Regions from separate parts of the Mus musculus genome. Here region 1 is linked to region 2. A link is a contact called in public Hi-C data. All regions are on one chromosome and are shown on one strand. Each heading gives the region's core, a stretch centred on a gene start, on an enhancer-like site or on the middle of the called end of the contact. The rest is flanking DNA. Distances are from core to core; before and after follow the strand shown.

Evidence for each region. A called contact is a pair of places that touch in the nucleus more often than the background predicts.
Region 1: a Hi-C map of uterus shows a contact between it and region 2, with 2.9 times the contacts expected there. The contact joins two enhancer-like sites. A contact is called at or near these places in 4 of 39 promoter capture datasets (cranial neural crest, hippocampal neurons, liver and 1 more), 13 of 484 Hi-C or Micro-C datasets (cardiomyocytes, cerebellar granule neurons, cerebellum and 6 more) and 2 of 115 datasets of contacts at active chromatin or transcription factors (embryonic basal ganglia and fibro-adipogenic progenitors).

What each region holds. Positions count from the first base shown.
Region 1 is chr6:101,528,181-101,534,895 of GRCm38.p6, reverse strand. All of the region lies in intron 1 of Gm34335 (a long non-coding RNA gene), which reads right to left. Among named protein-coding and RNA genes, the nearest start is that of Gm34335, 12 kb to the right of the region's middle. Within about 2 kb of position 2,770, at least 82 of the 459 cell types and tissues checked have an H3K27ac peak or open chromatin away from gene starts, as enhancers often do. A contact at or near this core is called in fibro-adipogenic progenitors and uterus, where this site is marked.
Region 2 is chr6:101,211,605-101,219,281 of GRCm38.p6, reverse strand. The region is part of intron 3 of Pdzrn3 (PDZ domain containing RING finger 3); the gene reads left to right. It overlaps Gm26911 (a long non-coding RNA gene), which reads right to left. Exons shown (of 5, transcript XR_003956481.1): 3 at 1-7,677. Among named protein-coding and RNA genes, the nearest start is that of Gm26911, 43 kb to the right of the region's middle. Within about 2 kb of position 4,006, at least 49 of the 459 cell types and tissues checked have an H3K27ac peak or open chromatin away from gene starts, as enhancers often do. A contact at or near this core is called in fibro-adipogenic progenitors and uterus, where this site is marked.

The sequences.
Region 1 (6,715 bases), core at 1,521-4,020, 320 kb before region 2:
CAGCAACTGTACAAAGCCTGATCAGTGTCCACAAAGATGCACAGTTCCATCATTGACACAGAATGACAGCCCTTTGTTAGGGAACACTTGTCATGAATCAGCTAAATGAATCTAGCTAAATGAGAATTTGAAAACACCCAGATGGCTATATTTATTGGTACAAAGATGGAAATTCTGAAGCGTGGTAATGTTCTCCTCTCCAAAGTAGAGTAATTTTAGAATTACTCTTAATATGCAACTTTAAATCATGCGAATTAGAACAATGAGCCACAGCATCAGAAATCCTGGTTCACTGCAGATAAATACCAGGAGGTGGCAGCATCTCCTTCGCCGTGTGATTCTGAACTTTGAGGCCATCAGCATCTGAAAGTTAACAATCTCACATAGCAGAGCAGCTGCCCAATTTGTTGGCTATTGTAATCTTTCTTTTATGATACACTCTTTCTCTTTTAAAAGAGATCCATTTAGCCAATATAGCCTTTAAATATGTGCACAATACTAATGATCTGTAAGCGGTGTGCCAACTCCCCCACGCCCTCCTATTTCCTTTCTGTTGGCTTTTATATGAGCAAGCCTTTGCATGTCTAATTGTATGGAGACAATTAGCTGACTATAAAATGCTGCCCCTCCCCCCAGTAACTTGCATGCGCAACTACTTACATAAGAATTCACTCACATATACTGAAGTCCTGCAGTAAAATAACAGGACCGAGGATTTATCTGAAACATCCCACATCCTGGTCCCTAAACACAACACCACATAACCATGTTACACTGTCAGATGATTTCATTTTGCTTTCTACCTGTTTTTTATATAAAGATGAAATGGCTGAAGTTACTACTGTCTTTCTGGTAGCATTATTATCAGACATAAATCCAGCAGTGAATGAAGTCAATATTAACTGAGTCTCAAATGAGGGGGCAGCAAATACATGCTAGGCACTGCTAATCATAGGTGGTAATGCCTCAAGGAGGGTCCAGTCTCAGGCTGTGCTCCTCAGTATAGGAATCACAAGCCTTCTAAGCTTTGGGAGTTGACAATTAGCATTAAAGTAAAATTTAAAAAAATCCATTCCTTGGGTACAATGGCCACACTTCAAGTGTTCAATCACAACCAAATGTCTCTAGTGGTAGCCGTATTAGAAACACAGATGTAGGAACTTCTACCATGACTGAGTTCTATTGAACAAGGTTGATCAGAAGGACCATCCAATTCATGGGAGTCAGTGATTAGTTTAGAATGTACTGTTAGACTGATATATGCAGGGGAGCGAGCGGGTAGGCTAGGGAGATGTCTCATTGGATAAAGTGCTTGCTTATACAAGTGTGAGGATCTGAGTTCAGATCCCCAGAACCTATGTAAAAGGCGAGCAGTACAGCAACTGTCTTTAATCCCAGACTTGGAAGCCAAAGACAGAAGATCCCTGGGACAAGGTGGCTAGCCAAACTAACCGGAATTGATAGATAAAGGCTCGTTAAGAGACCCTGTCTTGATTAATAAAGGGAGGACTGATTAAAGACAATACTCAGTGTCAAACCTAGGGCTCACCCACAGACATGCTCCTACATACATGCCAAAATGCATATATATACCCTATAAGCACATTCCACACACATGAAAACAAAACAAAACATAGGTAACATAAGAAGAGTGACAAACTCTTTGCAACAGCATTGAAGAAAATAATATACATATAGATAGATGAATATATGTGTGTGTATATATATATATATATATGTGTGTGTATGTATATATATGTATGTATATATATATATATATATATATATATATATATATATCTTCAATTAAGGAAGTTTTGAAGTTCCCCAGTATCCTGAAGCAAAGGTAAAGTCTGTGGAAAGATGCATCATCGACATGATTGAGAAAGACGAAAGGCCACAAGACGGTCAATGCCTGTGAGCTTCTCTGTATTATGGAAAGATAAAAACTGAGTGGCAAGAGAGTTTGTCAGGAAAAGAACAGGGGACTGTGAGGCAGCATCACTATGTCACTGTTTTGAGCACTGAATGTGTTAGCTCTTCTTATTCAAACAGAATGAAGGAATTAATAGTGGCCCCTTTATTCTGGGCACAGAAACAAGGAGCAGAGCGACTCACTCTTTCCACAACAGTGTCTGAGTGGAAAATGAAACCTAGTTTTCTTCGGTCTTGCTCAGAACCTCCCAGAACAAGACTGCTTTCCCTGACACATACCACACAGGACTAACAGGAGACAGCCCACTGGCCGTGTCACCAATAACATAGCTGGCCCTGTCACACCCTTATCTATCCCACTCCCTACTGAGGCGTTCCTCCCAAATGAGGGGGCAGCAAATGCTTTCTGCCAAAGTTAAAGCATATTCAAGCCGGCTTTGAACCCGCCTCCAACTTTCTGTGGTTACAGTTCATCGTCTGCTGGCAAAATGGGACTTCCTGGTTCTAAGATTAAAAAGACTTGGGAAGAAAAGGGAGAAAAGTGAACGACTTACATGACATCAATTGACTCTTGCAAAACAAAACCCTGGTGGGCAGAGCATCCCAATTATCCCAATTACATTTCTGAGAAGTGTACACACTTCCAAAGGTTTCAATAGAACAGGCTTAGAGGGAATATGTTTGGGGTCTCAAGACCTTTAAAAAGAGTTAGAGGCCAAACACAGCACATAGTGAGGACTATAAAGATTTTTTTTTTGGTAAGGATGAGAACGTCAGGCAAGAAGCGCTGTTGTAATCCCGTGTTCCAAGAATTGCTGGTCTTTCATAAGAGCGGAGGTAGGGATAGTGGGGGAGGGTGCAGGCTGAGCTCATCTTGTGGTTTTATTTAAACTGGAGTAGAGAGAATCAGCTTTGCTTTTTATTTCCATACAAATGCTCAAGGGGCCAGAATCCTCTCACATTCCTAACTCAGATCATTTTAGCAGTAATCGTTCTGAAATAAAAAATGCACCAAAGATGCAAGTTACTTCCTGGTAAAGAGTTACCAAGAGAGACCAAAGGAGCACATAGCAGGCTCCAACAACCTAGGGTTCAGAGCCTCCTTTTCCTCCCAGATGGCCAATTATTATTCATGTGACAACACCTCATACAATTTGATAGAGGAGAGCCCCAGTCAGGCCAAATGCTCACCTGCTTGGGACTCCATCTTTCTTTGTCATCTTGATTAGAAACTTGGGGGAAGGGAGTTGGCCTCTAGGGCACAGGGCAAATTTTCTTTAATAATGGCTAAAAGAAAAGGAGGGTGTAGCTGGGCATCCTGCCACGTGCTGCTGTGACTTAGCTTGGCACCTTGGTCATGTTGCCTGACAAATTTTAAGCTCCATTTCCTCATTAGTAAAACTGGGAAATCCCATAATATTTCCCAGTGTCTATGAGGATCAATTTGAGATTGCATGAGCTGTAGCCTTTGTGTACCTAGCGAAAGACTTGACATACAAAGGAAAGGTCTGGTTAATGAGGGCCGTGGTGTTTGTTACTGCAGGTCTAACACAAACTGACTAGTATATTGCAGAGCTGGGAAAAATGACTAGTCTCACAGATGAAATCATTTTCAAGTTCCTATTGTCTATCCCATCTTCATTAAGAAAAGAAAATTGGTGAAGACACCTGAGCTCAGCTCTTTATGGAATATTTAAATATACTATACACTATTAATAATTGGCTTGGTCTCTAGAACTCAGTCATCATTTGTAACTGAATATTATACCCATTGAATAAAAACTCCTCTCCCTCAGCATCCACAACCACCAATTCTGCTCTCTGTTTCTTTGTGTTTGACTATTCCAGATGTCTCACACAAATGGGTGCTAACCAACTTTTTAAATGTAGCATAGTATCCAACACTTCATTGATATTAGTCCATGTGGGAAATGTTTCTTCTCGTTAAGAACAGAATAATATTCTATTATGTCATATTACACATCTTATTTATCAATTCTCCTTTGGGTGGGCATTCAGTTGATTTCTTCATTACCATGGCTTTTGTGAAGGATACATTGATGATCAATAAGAATAATGATTTGACTTTTGATATCTTATTTTGTATTATTTGGGAAAATCCTCAGGAGAAGTGTTGTTAGATTAAATAACCATAACATTGTTCTATATGCTTTTCCATGGTAGGAGATTAATATTACACTCTACCACACATTTCTCCACATCCTTACCAATCCTTATTATCTTTTGTTTTGCCTGTTGTTTGTTTTAAAACCATCCTAACAGATTTAAAACAGTATCACCCTGGAGAGTTGTGAGTGTCTCTTCACAGAACTGGTAGCATTTTCTGTAACCTTGTTGGAGAAAGGTCTGCTCAAATCCTTTGCGTATTTTAAATTAGTTTGAGTTTCTGTCTGATTCTTTGTTTGGCTCTGTTATATTGTTTTGGTTTGGTTTTTTAGTTTGGTTTTTGAGACAGGGTTTCCCTGTGTAGCCCTGGCTGTCCTGGAACTAGCTCTGCAGACCAGGCTGGCCTTGAATTCAGAGATTCTCCTGCCCCTGCTTTACCAGTGCTGGGATTAAAGGTGTGTGTCACCACCAACCAGGCCAGGTCTGTCTTTTTCTTTCACAATTAAATCAAACAAGTTCTTGGGCTGTTTTGGATAGTATTCCTTATTTTTCAAGTTGTTTGTGACTGAGTGTGTGATGAGAAATGAACTAAGAAAAGGATGGTTATATTGGCTCATGTCTGAGAGGATGCACACCATAATGGTGGTGAGGGCATGGCAGTGGAGTGCTCTGTAACAGTGCGAGCACTGGCAACTGCTTGCTCATGTCAGCAAGGCAAGTGAAACTGTAATTTTCAATTGGCGTTCCCTTCTTCCTCTTAGGTTCAGTCTGGGCCCTCGCACCTGGACATGGTGCCATCTACCTTGAGGGTGGGCCTTTCCGTTTGGGGTAAACCTCTCTGGAAACAGCCTTATAGACACACCTAGAGGTGTGTCTCCTATATGATTCTAAATCCAGCCAAGTTACTAATGATTAATGCTCTTAGCTCCCTTGACTCACAGTATGAGATACTCTATGGGTTGGCTTCCTTTTCACTCTTAGTTGTATCCTTTGCTATGCTGATGTTTTTTAGTTTGATGTATCCCAATTGCCTATTTTTGCTTTCATTGCCTGTGCTGTTTCAGTAATATGAAGAAATCATTGCCAAGGCTTGTATGGGAAGTCTTCTCACTTTTCTTGTGGGAGTTTCATAGTTTCAAATCTTACTTATATGTGTTAATCCATATTGTGGTGTGTGTGTGTTTGTGTGTGATAAAATAGGGTCAACTAGTGTTGGCTTTTTTTGCATGTGGATATCCACTTTTACTAACACCACTTGTTAACATTATCCAGCCCTAAATTTAATTTCTAACTACCTAGGAACATTGGAAGCAAAGTAAATCTATCATTGATATTAACTTCAGTGCTGACAAAATCTGGCCTATAACTTCTTGTTAATTTAGAGTCATTAATCACAACCTCAAACTAAGTCTCAACCTGTATCACCTCGGGGGGATCATTCCAGGCCATGCTTGTGTTATTTATCAAGGAATGAAGCACTTCCTCTCAGTGGGATCAAAGTGGCTTTCCCCAAGGCCCGTGGGGCTCCCTAAACCAAGGGGGTAAAACCTAGACCAATGGCATTCATGCTGGGCCTGCCTTGCATGAAAGGCCATGCCTTTCCCTCACTCAATTTCCCAAAATGACTCAATTTCTATTTTACTGGGGGTTTTTTCTTCCCTCCTTTATCCTGCTCTTGGTTTATTTCCCTTGATCTTAGAGTTCCCCAGGCCGGCATCTATCCATGTAAGTATGTACTACCTGGTATATAAGTTGAGGGCAAATTAAAACCAGACAGAACTACTGCAAGGGGTGATCTTTAGAACATTCCTGCAAACCCAACTAGGCTCCATGCATTGCTCCCTCCCTGTGCTGGTTTTCATGGGTCCACAACACTAAGTCAAGCTGGGTGTTATGGTTTTAATGTGTGCTCCCCCAAAGTCAATATTGGAAACTTAATTCTCATTGTAAGAATCTTTGAAACCTAGCGTGAAGGGTGTGGTGTTCGGTGGGAATAATGTCATTTGATCTGAGAGTAATTCCGCATGTGGGTTTCTTATAAAAAATGATTTCTTCCTCCTTTTTCTCCTGCCTTCTCTTTGCCTTTCCATCATGGAGTTGTGCCTTAAAAAACGGTGTTTGCCAGAAACAGACCCCTTGACCTTGAACTCCCCAGGTGTCAGAACTGTGAGAAGGAAAGTTCTGTTCCTTATAAATTAATCAGTCTCAGGTACTCTGTTGTAGTAACATAAGATGGACTAAGACACTGGGGAAAAGAAAGAAGTCTGGCCAGGAGTGGGATCTGCTTCCTTTCCCATGAACTTTGACAAGTCTATACAATCACTTCCTTGGCACCTGGAAGTTGAGTTGTCAGAATGAGAAAGAATTAACATAGTGCTCTTCTTTCTTAAAAAACAATCAGAGATAATATTGTAATATAGTAAGAAATACATTTGGCCTCTGTGTGTCTTGACACACAGTCCCTAAAGCCTTTGGAATTGCCTGAAGAGTAGGAATGACTTCTGTTATTCCTAACAAACCTCTCACAGAATCTGAGTGTACACTATCAAAGTTACTTAAGATAGGCCTTTAGGTGACTTTAGGATGGGACTAGTCACCTCCACTCACTTATGGACAGAAGAACCGCAGCTCAAGCTACTAATCTCTGGAAACA
Region 2 (7,677 bases), core at 2,757-5,256:
AACATCCTCTTTCAAACTTGTCTAACCCTTTGAGATTGCAACATGAAGCTTTCCCCTGTAGAGTTCACGCTTGAGAACTATGCACAGTAGGTTACAAAACAGCTCACACACTTACACACACAGTTTTGAGTCAGTTTCACAATTTTGCCTGGAGTTACATTCATAGCTAACCTTGACTTTAAACAGCCCAGGCCTCAGGTTAAACACAACCTGGGTATTGTGGACTCATTTGCTTATGGTTATTAAAACGATTATATTTAGTTATCTGTGAAATGAGCCTTGCTTTCCAAACTTATTCTAGAGCCTCTTTTTTTTTTTTTTTTTTTCCTTTTAGACAGGCTCTTACTATGTAGCCCTGGCTGTCCTAAAATTTGCTATGCAGACCAGGTTGGCCTCAGTCTCATAGAAATCCACCTGCCTCTGCCTCCCAAGTGCTGGGATTAAAGATGTGTGCCACCACACCCAGGCAACTTTTTCCATGATTGATAAAGCTAATGCTCTGTCAGGGTTTTAGTCATCCTTTTGCACGTTCTGCATGGTTGTGTCCCACTTAGCATGCGTAGGAACTGTTTTACCAGGCTCATGGTGCACTGAGAGCATACAGACCGAGTTTAGGAGCAACAGAAGAAAGACAGGAAAAATAAGGAGAGGAATGTGGAATTAGGACGGGCTTCATGTATTCTTCACAAGACAGATGTCAGTAAGTCCTGGCCTGTTCCCATCAGCTCCCTCCCTAGGATTGCCTCCCAAGGACCGTTTTCTGGACACGCTTAGTGGTAGTTACAGGGTCTCCTTTTATCCATAGGCTTTGGTGAGGGAAAGAAAGAGGCAGGAGGGGGGTCTGTCACCTCCTCCTCACACTCTGAGTTTCTTCCAGTTCTCTAGCTGTTATAGTCTTGGCTGAGCCTCCCTGGGTTTATAAACATGGTGGTAATGTCAGCCATGTGTGTGAAACTCTTGTGAAACACGGGCGCCTGTGGTCCTCAAACCCAAGCTGGCTATCTTCTCCAAGAGGGGAAGGAAAAGCTATATGGACATTTGTTTGCAAACTGGTTCTAAAATAGGGAACCATGCACTGGAATGGCTCATTGTGACTGGATTATTTAACTCTGATTCTTAATTTTCTTTTTTTTTTTTTAACTGTGCTTTTAGTAGACCTTGCCTACCCTCTGCCATGAAAATATTTGGAATTTATACTTTAAACAGCATAGGCCACTTTGCTTGTTGATTTAAAGCATGCTGGAGGTTTTATAATGGTTATTTATATTGGCTGACACTGACCCCTCTCTGAATGACCTGTTGATGTTGGACAGGGATAAGAGGCGCTGAGTACAATGCAGGAAATGGAAGGAGATCAAACAGAATGAGCATGTTAGCTTAGACCCGATGCTGCGCGCCTTTACATGGAGATCAATCCTCGACTGCATAGGGAGCCTTATGAACTGCATTAGTTGACCCCACTTACAGGAATGAGGCATTCTCTTCAGGGACTCTAAGGGAGGTCTTCGAGCTATGGTTTACATTATAGTATCAATACACTTGGCATTGTAAAACCTTTGGGTTGCATAAAAGTATATGTCAGTGGTATACATCTTTAAGGTAGGGCGCAATCATTATGGCTTGGAAAGAAAGACCATGGTAGCCGTGGTGCAGAGCAGGTCATTCTATGGAGTAAGTCCGTTTCTGTAGCTGTGGGTTTCGCTGCTGAGCCCACCTGCTGGTGAAAAGAGAGAGCTTTCTTCTCCCTACCTTGTCTCTCATCCTTGCTCTCTTTGTCTTCCATTTATTCAATGGCCCAGTGTCCGTTTGTTCATAGCCCATTTCCTATCTCACTTATCCCTGTACGGATGTCAGTTACAAGACAGGGGGGCAACACACATATTTGACAGCTGCCCAATAAATTATGCAGAAGAACAAGTTAAGGACAACTGCAGATGACTTTTAAAACAACAGAGCTGTGGCCAGTTAAAGAATTTCATTTGAAAGCTTGGCGAGAGCCCTTCCCTCGTGAATATCTTATAAAAGACATTTACTCATCCATATCCACTTAGTGGCACATGAGTATTGTTTGGAGATCGTGCCATGGCTGCTTAACATTTGGAACCAAGTAAAATGGAGTACCCTACAGAGAAAGAAAAGGAAGTATATGTGTTCAAATTATAAGTATTAAAATCCGTTTGTGAATAAGAGCACCAGCTAGATGATTCTAGAAGCCTGTTCCCAGAGATGTGCCTTGGCCTTATATGCTGTTATTTGGTGAGCATGGAGTTTCCGTCATAATCTCTACATGTTCAGATCCGTTAGTGGAGTGATAGGAAAAGCCAACTTAAATAGAATACATTTCTACCCTTAAAGTATATACTGCCATGCTAATTTTAAAGAACTCTGGAATATAACTAATATGCAGGTCCCTGGAGGAAACATCAAAAGCTTGTCATCATGTTGGTGGCAGTGAAGTTTGTTCCAGTGTAAAACCCTAGACTCACCCCACTGTGGCTATAGATAGCACTACTAGCCTAGCATCTTTATTATGTCTTTGTTTGCAGTTGGATAGTCTCTTACCCTGCCTCTCTGTAACCTATCCATGCAGTGAGCCAATCACAGATCGTGCCAGACACAAGAAACAACAAAAGCAAACAAAAAACCAAATCCAGGGCCAAGGGGATCCCTCAATGGATAAGGCATTTACCAGACAGGCATAAGAACCTCAGTTCTAATCCTGGAACCAAACTATGCAGGCCCAGCTGTACACACATCTGTAGCTCCAGTTCTTATACCATGAGGGGAAGAAGAAAGAAGACAATCCTGAGGGGCTTCCCAGTCAGCTAGCAGGGAGTAAGGAGGAGCAGCAAACCATGGAGACGCAGCCTCGGATGGAGGCAAGGTGGAAGGTGAGGACTGACACCCGAGATTGTCCTCTGGCCTTTAAACACACGCCAGGGTGTGCACACGTCTATACTCACGCGAGTCTGCACACATATGTGCTTCCCTGGGTGAAGGTCTATCTCAATGATAGAATGCTTCTTAGAGTCTGCAAAGCCCTGGATTTGATCTACACACACACACACACACACACACACACACACACACACACACACACACACACACACAGATGGATCTGTACTAAATATGTATGGACTTTTTCTTGTTGTCTCATAAACAGCATGTGTAGCAACTATTTGTGTAGCATTACAGCTCAGTATATCAGTCATCAGAGTATACAGGAGAAAATGTAGAGGGTATTATGCACAATTACTACATATTTAATGTAAGGAACTTAGCATCCACAGATTGGTATACACCAAGAGTCCTGGAATCGCTTCTCCACAGCTAACCAAGATTCACCCAAATTTTGGGGTGATAGTTGAAGATCAAATTTTCTTTTTTTATTTCCTGTAGCCAGCAAGCCATGTGTCCTCTTCCATCAGAGTCAAAATATTATTATGGCCTGGGATCAGTATGTCCATGGCTACACCAAATCCTCTGGCAAGCACCCCCCAAATCCAGACCGCTTCTCTGTGTCCTGGTACCGATCTGACTCGGTTCAATTCTCACAGTGTCCTTTGCCGTATTACACAGGAGTGCGGGGCGTCTACTGCGCAGCGAAGCAACTTCCCGAGGAGCAGCTAGAGCGTGTTTATCTTACAATCTGTTGTTTATAGAGCTCTGCGTGGTGAGAAGCTCCTGTGTCTGTGAGATTCAATAGAGAGAAAGCTGATGACCTCATAGAGAACATGAAGTGATTACAAGGGGTGGAGTCGCCTGGCGTCAGCAAGCTGTGTGCTCCTTTGAGAACCGGGAGGGAGCTATGTTTTGACACAGTGAGCGTGGTGCTAGACGAGGCACGAGAGCCAGGTAGCTGGTAATTCAGCCTGGCCTCTGAAGCCAATTTAGCTTAAGCATTTTTTTTTATAAATCCCACTTATTTATTCTCTTTAGTTGACCCTATTTGCAGTATCTTTGCACTGTGTCCTAAGTGTCAGACTTTGGCCTCAGTTGGATTAGGCGGTGCGCTGTCTTCCGTGCCCCATGTTCTCTGGTGTTTGTGATCTGCAGTTTAGAGTCGGTCAGGGAACTGATAGTCTGGTTTGAGTATTTGCATCCCTAAGACTTCCCTCTCCATCCCACTCACACATTTATCCACACATCCACTCCCAACAACACAAATATTGACTGTACCAATCATTCATTACCAGTAAAAAAAATTGGAGAGCAATTATTTTTTTTTACTGCGCTTGCCCTGAAAGACACCATTAATTACTTTATTGCCTGTGGAGCTGAGCCAGTTTCGGTGTCCCGGGAGCCTGCTCCCCACCTCAAGAGGTATTTGCAGCTCAGAGGAACACAGCACAGGGTATCACCTGGCAAGCAGGGTACCTACACTGCCTCTGAAGTGAGATGCCCCTGCCTTGGTGGTGGTTCCCTCCTGACAGGGAGCTCACAGGCCTGGACCAGCAGTGACAACGGTAGGTCCTCTGGGGACTCCACTCTGAGCAGAGGTGGGTATGTGTGACATTTGGATTGTGACAGCTTCTTTATTTTATTTTATTTTATTTTATTTTTTGTTGGTTTCTGTTTTTGATTTTATAAAAGTGTAAGAAATCCTTGAAATCCCAGAGATGACTGAGTGCCAGGGAGGAGTTTTCTGGTCCTTGATATTAATGGCCTCCTCCAAGAGAGCAGAAAAAGTTGAGACACTCGCCAATCCTTCCTGAGCAACCCATCAGAGCTGGGCTTTTGCAGGTGGGCGTGACCCAGAGCAGCCATGATGGTATTGGTGGATGGTTGTCCTCCTCATCCTGTACTGGTTAGTAGAAATACAAACAAGCCTGAAGGAATTTGCTCTTGGAGTTGAACCAGCCTGACCTTTATGTCTGCTCAATCTAGAACCCCCTCTCCCCTGTGTCGGAACTAGGAATCTCTGCATTATGTCTACATGCCATCTCCCATCAATGAAAATGACTGGAGTGTATTAATATTTCTTAGGGTCCAATGTCTGTGGATTACAGAGAATACCCCAAATCATATCATTTAGAGTTGGTATGTTTATGATTTACAATCTCAGTTTGTGTGTTTATTACCTGTGTTCCCCAGTTTTTTTACTGTAAGTTGAAATAGTTTGGCAATAACATAACAGTAGCTGAGACTGTTGAATAAGCTCTACAGGAGACAGGATAGTAGAGTTGATGGGATTGGTGGATTGCCAGGATAGTCCTGGGGCACTATAGAATGGATTTACACCATGGATTTACCTTATATCATATTTGTTTAATCCAAAAATAATTTTAAGAAGTAGTTCCTAAAAGCAAATGCAATAGATTGGGCTGACTTGTTTTCATCTTTGTCAGGACTTTAATAAATAAAGAGTAAAGCCAGTAAAGGAAAAGCCCTCCTAAGGTGCATGGTTTTGTCACTGTCCACCATGTTTCCTCAGCAGCTACAGGCACATCTTACACACCAGGCTCAAACATCTTTTGCGTGTCAGTAAACATCAGTATTATAGTATCTGTTTGGAGCTCAAGTTATATGAACCAAAAGTCAAGGTTACTACTAGTGACAGCTCAATTAAATGATCAAGCTTGATTTGGTTAAATTATATATTCAATTATTTTTGTTTGAAATCAAAAGCTTGGCTATATTACCAAGTGCTATGTTAGTTTACGGGTGCTCTTCGTGTATTTAACAATAATGCACCAAGTGTGATTTAACAAGGTGGCTGCCAGAAGAAAAAACAAAATAATTATTTTTTCAATATACAAGTCCTCATCATAACTCACAGATCAATATGGATCCATGGGGATTTGTTCTTGCTGTGGGTCAGGAACCTCAGGGTGGTCTCCTTTCATTTTCCTATGAATGTAAAACCTGGACACTTACGATTGCCAGGCAGGTCTTTCTTTCTCTCTCTTTTTTAAAGACTGATGTTTAACTACAACCACTGGGACCTAAATCAGAGCATCCTGTGCCTAAGTATGAATATTAATCAGACGCCAGGCCATAGAGTGTCTCGCCGAGTTTGACAGTTTAAAGGATCAGTTAGTTAATTAGAAGATGACATGGCACACAGGTCCCCAGGCTCTGTCCTGCCTTCTGTCTTCTCTTTTCATTTTCCTTTTTGACAAGTTGGATTACATCATTACCCGGAGTTTCACTTGTTAGCCCCATCACAAAATGAGAATATTTTCAGCTTTAATTATCTGTGATCTCCTCCCCTACCTCTGCAAAGACCAGGCTTAAAATGAGACTCAAAGAAGTATAGGAGAATCAGAAGTTCAAAGGCCCGTAGAAATCAGCCTTGCTCATCCAGCTGCCCCGCTTCTCAAGATGAATGCGAAGGTCTCTTCCAGCCTTGGAAACTGGGATGTGGTAGCCATGGTGATGGCTGTTCTCTGTGATGGTACAGCAGGTGTAGACATGTCCTGTCGGGTGTCCCCACGGCTTCTCCAGCTTGAGTTGACAAGCACCAGGAACATCTTCACAGGGTGGTTACCAATTATATTGTCTCCTGTTCCTTGTCCATCACTGCACCCATGAGCTTCAATCCAAAATCTGAATAATTCTCTCCTAATTATTTTGGGCCATGATATTTCCCCAAGGGAAAATAAGATTTAGATCAGCATTTAGTATTTTGAAAGACAAATTCTCTGATAATTCTTTGTCTTGTCGTTTTTCCTGCATCTGTCATGGCTCGTTGAAAGCTTATTTAGACAGTTTGCTTATGTGCCTGTGGGCTTCCTAAAACCCTGAGATTCTCGATGGAAAAAAACTAAATATTATGTGTGTCACCCCCAATGGGCATGGACAGGAGTTTGAAAAGAAGAGAAAGAGGGAAATCTAAAAATCTGCCACTGGTTCTAGGAGCCATACCCTCTGCAGAGTAATCGAATATGTGTAATTCTTCAGTCCTGTATGGCTAGATGAAATGTTGGCTGAGGAGGAGACAGCCTGTGCTGGCGCCTGATTGGCAACAGAGCATCCTGACTCTGAATCACAGGTGCCCAGCCTTGCTAGACCTTGCTTGTCTGTCGATAAGAGGTATCTTCGGATGGCACCAGACGGTTCCAATTGCTATATTCTCCATGAGAGTGCACAGAGATGATAGAGGGGGAGGGAAAGTTGACATCTGCGTTAGGCATTATGCTGTGGTGTAGAAAGGTAGTGATTTCTGAGATGTACCCCATTATTTAGAAGAAGAAAGAGGGGAGCCGGCACGTGAGGCCAGCAGGGCCTATGGTGATCTACTAAGACCTAACAAAATATAGATTGTTGGAAGGGTGGGGGAAGGGAGGTAAAGGTCTGCCTGTGTGTCTGAATGTAATGATAAGTAGGGACAACTTTTACAGCATTTAGAATCATGTAAGAGAAGAAACCCATGGGTATGTCCATGAGGGACTTTCTAGATTGTGTTCATTGAGGTTGGAAGACCCTCCCTAAACTCAGCCAGCACTGGCCTATGGACTGGGATCCTGGAGTGAATGAAAAGGAGAAGTCAGGCTAAGTACCAGCATCCCTCTCGGTCTGCTTCCTGGCTAGCTGCCTTATGAGGGACTGCAGTGCCAACTTGTGAATAAAAAAGGGCTCTCTCTTCCTTAGGTTATATCAGATATTTTACCACGGCAATGAAAAACAGAATTAATATCCTGGGTAACCAGCATGGGGTTGGGGAGGGGGGAGACT